Linked DNA regions of Drosophila melanogaster: region 1 is linked to region 2. A link is a contact called in public Hi-C data. All regions are on one chromosome and are shown on one strand. Each heading gives the region's core, a stretch centred on a gene start, on an enhancer-like site or on the middle of the called end of the contact. The rest is flanking DNA. Distances are from core to core; before and after follow the strand shown.

Region 1 (4,556 bases), core at 1,443-3,942, 210 kb before region 2:
CGTTGTTTGCGAAGCGAGAACAATGTACAGAATATGTGTTAATAATGGGAATTTCTCGGGTTTTTTTTTCGGATAGTACTTAGCTTTTTGGGGTATGACGATAATGTCAGTTTGGAGTTCGATGACGAAACTTAAGCCCAAGTTAAATATATGCATTTATTTGATTAAGATTCACTGGGATATTTAATCAATATTAAAAGCATATATTTTTGTAAATTTTCAAAGATTAAAAACTATTTTCAAGCAATGTTCTATAATACTTTAATTTCGAATCGGATTTTGCTGCAAAGATGAGCCATTTTAGTCTTTTAAAAATATCTCAATGCACTGCCATCTGTCCAAATCGTTGGGTTTAAAACGATTTGAGAGCCGTTCAATGTTTATAAAAACAAATAATACAAATCTTCTTGGTGTTTCTTTTTTGCCGTGGCCCAAAAATCGAGGCAGTTACCGAAAGAAAAGGAACCCGAAAACGTAAAAAGTATTTATGTATTTATGTCTTATCGCTGCGTAGAGATCAACAAAGCGCAAACAATTTCAATGTCAACGCAAACCCAAGACTAAAGTCAGTGCCCAACTAAATATACAAATGTGTAGTGTACGGAAGGGTGGACCTCAGTTCGCTGTAAGAATGGGGATCGTAAATGTGTAAGATGGTCTTTTAAATTATCACTCATACGCAGTGGTGGCACGGCTAAGTTGATGCTATAAATTTAAATAAAAAATAAATTTAAATAAAAAATAAATTTATATAAAGTATTAAATTAGCGTACTGAATTGAATAAGCAGTTTGACTGGCAGCGTGGGAAAAGTTTCGAAAAAGCATTGCTCATACGCAGTGTGGTACTACTTGGCTAAACAGACGTAATATTTTGGGTAATTAATTTGGCAGTTAAATTTAAGTTTCTGGGAAGGTCCACCCCATTGGGCCTATATATAGTGGCACATACAGCCCTACATCTCGGTACATGTATTTAGACATATTTACAATTCATACACACATACAAATGTACATATGTATGTGGGACCCAGGCGAATCCCTTAGCGAAAACAACTGGCAGCCTGAACTTTTCGCTCGTCGCTAGAAGATCGCGGCCATAAAATGGCAACAGAAACAAAAAATAAATATAAAATCACAAAAACTAAAACAGAAACAGAAAGGCGAAAAAAACGGGGGGGAAAAAACATGCAAAAACGGCGACAACTGCGCAGATGCTGAATGGAAAATGGGGATGGCACATAAAAAAGGGGAACATCGCGGGCCAGAAGAAGCAGAAAAGATCGGGAGCCAGGCACGTAAATTTAGTTTACATTATGCGCACGAAAGATACACTTGGCATAAGGGTCGCCCTGAAATCTAAATGTACTTAAAATGCATAAAACCTTGGGAAATCGTTTATTAAAAATATAATAACGTAATCATATTGTACGTTTAAAACCATTTCGGACTCCTGCAATTGGAATGACTAAAACAGTGCAAAAACAATTTTTTCTTAGCAGAAATAAAAAAAATCCTTTTTTTGCAAGTGTATGCAAAAGGCTGCCCTTATTTTAATTATACGCGCACACAGATACAAAAGTACACTCACGCACGCACACTCACACGCCGTAATCATCTCTCATTAATCATAAACTTTGAAAATAACAAGAAACAAAACGAAACGAAATGAACCAAACGAAACAATAAATAAAGCAAATTATATTTTCGCTTATTAAATATGTGCGCTATGATTTGTATAAAAAGTAGAAAAAATATACAAATTCTCTTCACAAGGAGAGTGGGAGAGTGAGAGATCGGGAGAGCCTAACGTTGACGCTGGCAGCGACGTTGACTGCGCGAGCCCCACAACTTTCATTCATTTTGCTGCTCATTTCATTCATCCCCGCGCTGTCGACGTCGCTGCCGGCGCCGCTGCTCCCCAGCGCTCTCCCGCTCTCAAATTGGGGCTCCCGCTCTCCAAGAAACACGTTCGTTTTCATTCATACTCGCCAGGCAGCAAAAAACAACAAAACTAGTTGGTTCTCGAATAATAAAACGAAGAAAAAAAAACAAAACGCAAAGACAACCAAAAAAGAATTAAAATGCAGTTGATGAATGGGGGAATGGAAATGGAATTGGGAATGGGAGTGGGGATAAGAGCCAGCGACGAGTGGATCTTGTTGCCGCTGTCTCCCCTTCTTCCACGGCCATTTGTTGTTGTTGTGGTTGCTTCCTCTGTCATTGGGGCTTGATGTTTGTTTCCTTCCTTTTTTGCGTGTGCCTGCATTGCCCCGTCGCCCCCTCCCCTCCTCCACTCCACCAGTGCTCCTCTTCCTTCTTCCTCTTCTTCTAGGCTTGTTCCTGCAAACCGGCTCTTACTCTTCTTCTTGTTCTCCGGCTTTGTCTTTGGGGCTCCTCTTTTATCGCTGCTCCAGCTTCTCATCTTCTTCTTCTTCTGTCGCTGCCCGTGGGCGCGTCGACTTTGGCTCGAAATCCAACTGCAGTCGTCGTTGCCTTTTTATACCCTGCAGTGTAGTGTAGGGTATTATGGTTTAGTTGGGATTTTGCAACCAAGTCGCTGAAATTCTAAAAAATCTTGAAAACTAACCTTAACTATACTTTTAAGAATGTTTAAACCAAATTCGTATTGAACAAAAGCCTTTGTTTTTCGAAAAATCTAATTGCCAATCTACTATTTTGTTAAATGTTTTAATACCAGCAAGGGTATCTTAACTTCAACTACAAAATGTTCTTCGCCATCCCAGTTTTGTTTTCATTGTTTTTGTGTATTTGCTTTGATTTTTAGCTGTTTGCTCTTGGACCAACTACTTATTTATTCATAATTTGAACTCCCCCCCTTCCCACCATTCCAGGCACCACCCCCTTCCAGACCCCACTCCAACACTCCACTCCACTCCCCTCCTCTTCGCCAACACTCCACGCACAATTTGTGGGCAGCTGCTGCATGTGGAAAAATGGAAAACTGGAAAACGAGTTGCCAACACACACTTGCTCGTGTTTCTGATTTTAAGTTTTTGTTTTAATTTCAGTTTTTTGTTACCTTTCAAATTTCTTGTTCACAGATCTTTTTTCCCGTCTTCTGTGGTTGTCGTTGGTGTTTTTTTTTTGGGGTTTTGGTTTTTTGTTTTTTTAGTTCGTGGAACTGCTGCGTTAACAACTTATGTTGTTGGTGTTGCGGTTGTGCTGCTTCTACAATTTTTCATTCATTCATATTCAGAGGTACATACATACATATATGTACATGTGTGTGTGTGAGTGTGTGTGGATTTGTGCGTTTGTAGTGGGCTATATCGCCTGCTTTATATTTCATATGCACGCCACTTTGTACTCACTTACTATTTGTGATTTTCGTTTTGTTTGCTTATTTTACTTGCCTTTTTATTAATACTTTTTTTTTTTATTTTCCTCTGTCTTGCCTTTTGTCGGGTTTTCGCCTGATTCTGCTTTATTCATTCATAAATTTTGATAGCCCGACGTTGATTTTTGTTGTTGTTTCGCCTGGAATTAATCGCGCGAGAACTTTTTTGATTCATTTGAATTGAGGCCTTTATGACGGTATAATTCGGTGCATTATGGCATTCGTTTTAGCACCAATGATATTTCCATATTTTTTTTTCAATTTTATGCAGCTAATGCTTGGGTAATTAGTATTCGAACTTATTGCTGATTTATGAATGCAAAATTATGAATAAAGTTAGGCTGAGTGTTAAAATTATGCCATTTATTAGTATGGTAATACGAAAAAATTACAATTTTACAATTCAAGTTGTAAATTAAGTCTAGTACATGTACATGTGCCTAATTTCTCTCTGTGTATATATTCAAATATGTAAATAGCTTACAAAAGACATAGAGACTTTATCTAATCACGTTCCCTCAACGTTTCTATTTCCATACCCATTCATTCACGGCGAAAACAATGTTATCAAAACAAAAGCGCGTTCCTCTCTTTCTATTTACACACATATGTATGTACATAAATGTACCCATTTTTTTCTGGCTGTGTAGAACGGATGTGTCTAAATTGAGTGCATCCCATGGACAAATTAGCAGCATTTATTGTAATAGTTGTAGTTGTTGCTTCTTGGGATTTTCCGAGCCGCTATAAAGCCCAGTCCATGGCTAATCAGCACGCTCCGAAATGTTGTAATGCCGCAGAGAAAGGGCGAGCATAAAAAAAGAAGCAGCAGCAGAAGAGTTAATATAGCCATAAACAACTGACCCAGCACAATAATCAGGGTGACAAAACTTATCAGGCAACCCTCTCACGCGTGCGACCTTCAGCAATTTGAACTTTACCAAACGCAAAACTCACTTTCCAATGCTCCAAACAACTTGGAGCTCAAGAAATAACCAATGAGTTGGACGAAGAACAAATATTTGTGGCTGGCTGATAAGAAGTGCTCGTTATCGGTGAAGGTGGGTGTTTTTGGGCGGCAAAGGGCAAAAAGGGGAGGGTGGTGTAGCAGACACTCTAATATTATAATGCACTTAGCCTACACCTTGAAGTATCGGAAACTAAAAAGACACAAGAAGCACTTCTCAATTGTTGGTT
Region 2 (4,171 bases), core at 1,199-3,698:
GCCAAGGAGCAGTTGCACAGTTCGCCGAAGGTGGTGAGCTCGGCGCAGCAGCAGAATGGCATCCATTGGTATGCCAATGCGCTCTACAAGGTCAAGGACTACGTTCTGCCGCAGAGCTGGCGCCACGATTGAGATGGAATCCTGGAAGAGCGATCCTGATCCCAACGATCCTGTATTGTATTATATCCTGTAGTTATGTATATGCCTAATGATTGATGTATTTCAATGTTGAATATCGTTAATAATCGATCGATACTATTTATTTACCACCACAAATCAAAAACCCACACACAAAACACCCCACCCAAGCGATAAAGCAAAGAGCAAATGAGTATGAAATCAAAACGATGCGAAACGAAATGAAAACACTGTTAAATGTCCTTGACTTATTGTTTTTGCAAACATTTTAGCTGTAAGTAGGCAATCCTCGGCGCAGATCCTAAATCATCCTGAGAAAATCAATCGGCAAACTCCCGGAGAACACAGACGACTGTTACTGTATATTATCATGGAATTGAATTGCATAATTTATTGAGGTGCGGCGGCGAGTTCAAGCCCTTTGATATAATATATATCGTACTTTGTATATAGAAGAAGCATTATAGTGACTGAATATCTTATTGTAATTGTGTATATAATACTTAATAGTTAACTGCGTATTTATACTTAATATTTAATGAAATATAAAGAAATTGTTTGATAAATGAATGTGTGTTATTGCTGCATTTCAGGTTATTCAAATGAGCGCTATAGTATCGTTGTAAAATTTTGACTATTTGAAATTCTCCCGCCAAGCGCCTTGCTGAAATACGGGCACATCAATGGCAGAGCAGCCAGCCTTGAAATACTAAAATGCATTCTCTCAACCGCATGGCCACACTGAAAATATCGATAACAAATCGGCTAGACTTGTTGATGTTTCCTAGTAGGAAATTCCTCCGCTTCCAATTTTAGTTATTTGTCTTCAAATGTTTTTTTGTTTCATATTCTAAACTGGTTGCTTGGAAAGATTGCTAGATTGTCCATCATTCCGAATCGTGCCTAATCAGGTGTCCGGCTGCCACGCTCCGAATTGCCTTGAAATTCAACATGAATGTTTGTCGCCTGTGCTTGTCGAAGGAACCCAATTTCCCCGTTTTCGGTGCAAATGGATCGACTGCTCTGCAGATAATGGTCTGCACATCGCTGGAGATCGAGCCCGGCGACGGTCTGCCACAGCACATATGCACCATGTGTCGGCTGCAACTGGAGGAGATGCACTGCTTCCGACGACGCTGCCTCGCAGCCGATCGCAAATTGAGGCGCCACAAGGCGTTGCAGCGGCAGGGTGTCAAGTCGCAGCTGAGTGAAGTGGAGGAGGAGCGGGGCTCCGGGGAAGGATGCACGCAAACTGGCTGCGCCGAGAACAATGCCCAGTGGCGCCAGCAGGCCGCCCAGCTCATTAGCAGCGAGATCGACGCGTATAAAAAGGAGCTGCTCAGCACTTGCAAGCAAGCTGTGCGGGCGGAAATCGAGCTGGAGCTGCGGGCGGAACTCGAAGAGGTCATCATACCCGAAGCCAAGCAGCAGTTGCGACTGAGCGTTCTGGACGACGTGTTTGTCGAACTGGAACGGTACTTTGTGCGCAAGCGCAATGAGGCGACCTATGAGATGAAGATGAACTTAAGCAGTCCGCTGCCTGACGAACAGACCGCTGGCTTCTACGAAACAGACATGGGCCAGGAGCTAAGGGAGCAGAGCGATAACAGCGTGGTGGAGTTACTGGGTAAGACCAGCCCACTTACTTTGCAATTGCACGACTTATATATTTCTCAAATGTAATAGACGATGAACCAGAAGCCAGCAGACAGCCAGCTGCAACGCCACTAGTTGCTGTGCCCATGGTTGAGATCAACATGAACGACCCGCAGCTGAGTCATCTGCGCAACGACTATAGCAAGGACACCTTTCTGGGTGCCAACACAACTGCCTTAGAGGATGTAAAAACCCCATCGCCGTGTCGAAAGAAAGTGCGCTTTATGAGCCCCAAGCAGACGACCGATAACCTGTGCCGAAAGCACAGTTCCTTCAAGACAAAATGCAGCAGTTCGTACGCCGATTTCAAAAGTTGTGTGCGCTGTCGTCTAAGAGGAGCGGATAAGCTAAATAACACCGTGACGTAGCCACGTAACAACGAATTTAGTTTAATCCTCTATATTATAAGAATAGTACCTTTTTTTGTGCACGCATATTTGACTAAGCCATCACCTATTTTAATTGTCATTGTATTCTATTAAACTTTAAATATGCACATTCGGTATGCATTGGATTTGTATGAAAATCAATACCTTTAAACCTTACATTAATAAATTAAGTTATGATACGTTTATGGGCCGTATATATCAAATTGTTTATTTACGAACAGTGTGACTGTATTGCTTTCGTTTCGAGAGGAGGTATTTTTAGCGAACCTGTCTGCGGTCACATTGCTTGCGATGCAGAGACGCCACCGAGTAAATACGTTGATTTACCAAAAATAGACGCCTTCATGGATGCACAGCCGTCGTATCCCGATTTGGCGACCCTGTGCCGCCTTTGCCTCAAGGAGCACCAGGATGCGTACGCGATCTTCGACGAGGACGACACCCAGCTCTCGATACCCGTGCGCCTGATGGCCTGCGTCGCACTGGACGCCAAGGCGACGGATACTCTGCCGAAGAGGATCTGCCAGGAGTGCCGCTATCAGCTGGAGAAGTCATTCCTGTTCCGGCAGCGCTGCCAATGGGCGGAGAAGAAGCTTCGCAAGCATATCCGACTTCTGGGTCTCGGGAAGCGAAGCCGCGTCTTCTCCAAGGATCCGGACGATTATGACGAGGACGAGCTGGAGTTCGAGGACTCTATTGCCTTCATCGAGGTGCAGGACAAAGTGCGCAAGCTTGAGGACGAAAAGTGGCGAGAAGATTTTAAGGAAGAACAGGCGGCGGAAATGCACAAACGGCTGGTCAAATCTCGTCTAGAACTTCGAGCGAAACTGACCACCGAACTGCGCAAGGAACTAGCGGAGGAGGTGCGCAGTGAGGTTCGCAAGGAGCTGGCCGAGGAGGTGCGCAGCCAGGTTAGAGATGACCTGCGAAACGAGGTGAGCGAGGACATAAGAAAAGAGCAGCTGGCCATGCTGTTGGGCGAATTGGAGGTGTATCTTACCGAGAAAAAGGCCGGTCGGTGGGAGTCTTTGGATGGGTCCGAACCAGAGACCAAGCCGCAAGTCAAGGAAGATGCCTCCCCTTCTAGGTCAAAAACTAAAGCTCTTCCAAAGCGACGACCCAGCTTGGTCGACGCCAATCTAAAGGCGACAGAGGCCAGGAAGGATGCAAAAGAAGAGGAATTCATATTGGGCTGCAATACCGACCCCGCAAATAATAGCGATGTAAACATAGATGGCCTCGAACTGGACGAGGAAGTGCCCGCGGAAAGCGGTGAAGACTTCAGGGAAATCAACATGGTTGGATCAGATGTAGTGCACACAGACAATGGAGAGATTTACATCATAAACTCTGCCAGCTCAGAGGATCAAAACCAGGACTCCACTCCCGAATTTGACCAGGACAACGGAATCACCTCCTATAACAGTAAGTGGGTATAATTTGGCAAAAAAAATGTGAAAAAATTTTCATTTCATTAAATTCTTTGCTTAGTCAAAGAAGACGGCGAAATTCAGTTCAGTGGCGAAAAGCCAGAGGAAATCGAAGACGTGGTCGTGTTTAATCTGGGCGAGGAGATATCTCAGGAGCAACAGGTCTTCAGCTTCCATGAAAATGTCATTATAGTGGTAACTAACCGTGTGATTTTAAATTGAACTCGAATTCAACTTGGATCTTATTATCTGTAGGAAAAAGAACAGAACGATAGAGATGAGCAGACGCCCCTCAAACGAAAGAGATCGAGTGAGTTGGTGTTCAAGCAGGAGTCCAGTTGTCCTCAACCAAAAACCGGTCGAATTACGGACACGGTGAAGTCGTTCCAGTGCCATTTGTGCCCGGTGGCATTTCCTACGCAGAAACTTCTGACGCGCCACCACAACACCCACATTAAGGGACTGAAAAGTGGAAAGGGCGGCACGCTCAAGTGTCCCAGCTGCGCACTGCAACTGTCGTGCGCCAGCTCGCTCAAACGCCACATGATTATCCACACG

What was found. A called contact is a pair of places that touch in the nucleus more often than the background predicts.
Region 1: a contact with region 2 is called in a Hi-C map of the Kc167 cell line, with 2.1 times the contacts expected there. The contact joins the promoter of lncRNA:CR46090 here to the promoter of CG31365 in region 2. A contact is called at or near these places in 5 of 107 Hi-C or Micro-C datasets (the Kc167 cell line and the S2 cell line).

What each region holds. Positions count from the first base shown.
Region 1 is chr3R:23,331,939-23,336,494 of dm6, reverse strand. lncRNA:CR46090 (long non-coding RNA:CR46090) reads left to right here and starts at 2,692. Exons shown (of 1, transcript NR_133438.1): 1 at 2,692-2,991. All of the region lies in intron 3 of pnt (pointed), which reads left to right.
Region 2 is chr3R:23,124,699-23,128,869 of dm6, reverse strand. CG31365 reads left to right here and starts at 2,448. Exons shown (of 3, transcript NM_170050.2): 1 at 2,448-3,608; 2 at 3,675-3,808; 3 at 3,869-4,171. The coding sequence starts at 2,528. It overlaps CG31457, which reads left to right and starts at 889. Exons shown (of 2, transcript NM_170051.2): 1 at 889-1,765; 2 at 1,825-2,289. The coding sequence starts at 1,090. The coding sequence ends at 2,162. hh (hedgehog) reads left to right here. Exons shown (of 3, transcript NM_001038976.1): 3 at 1-701. The coding sequence ends at 132.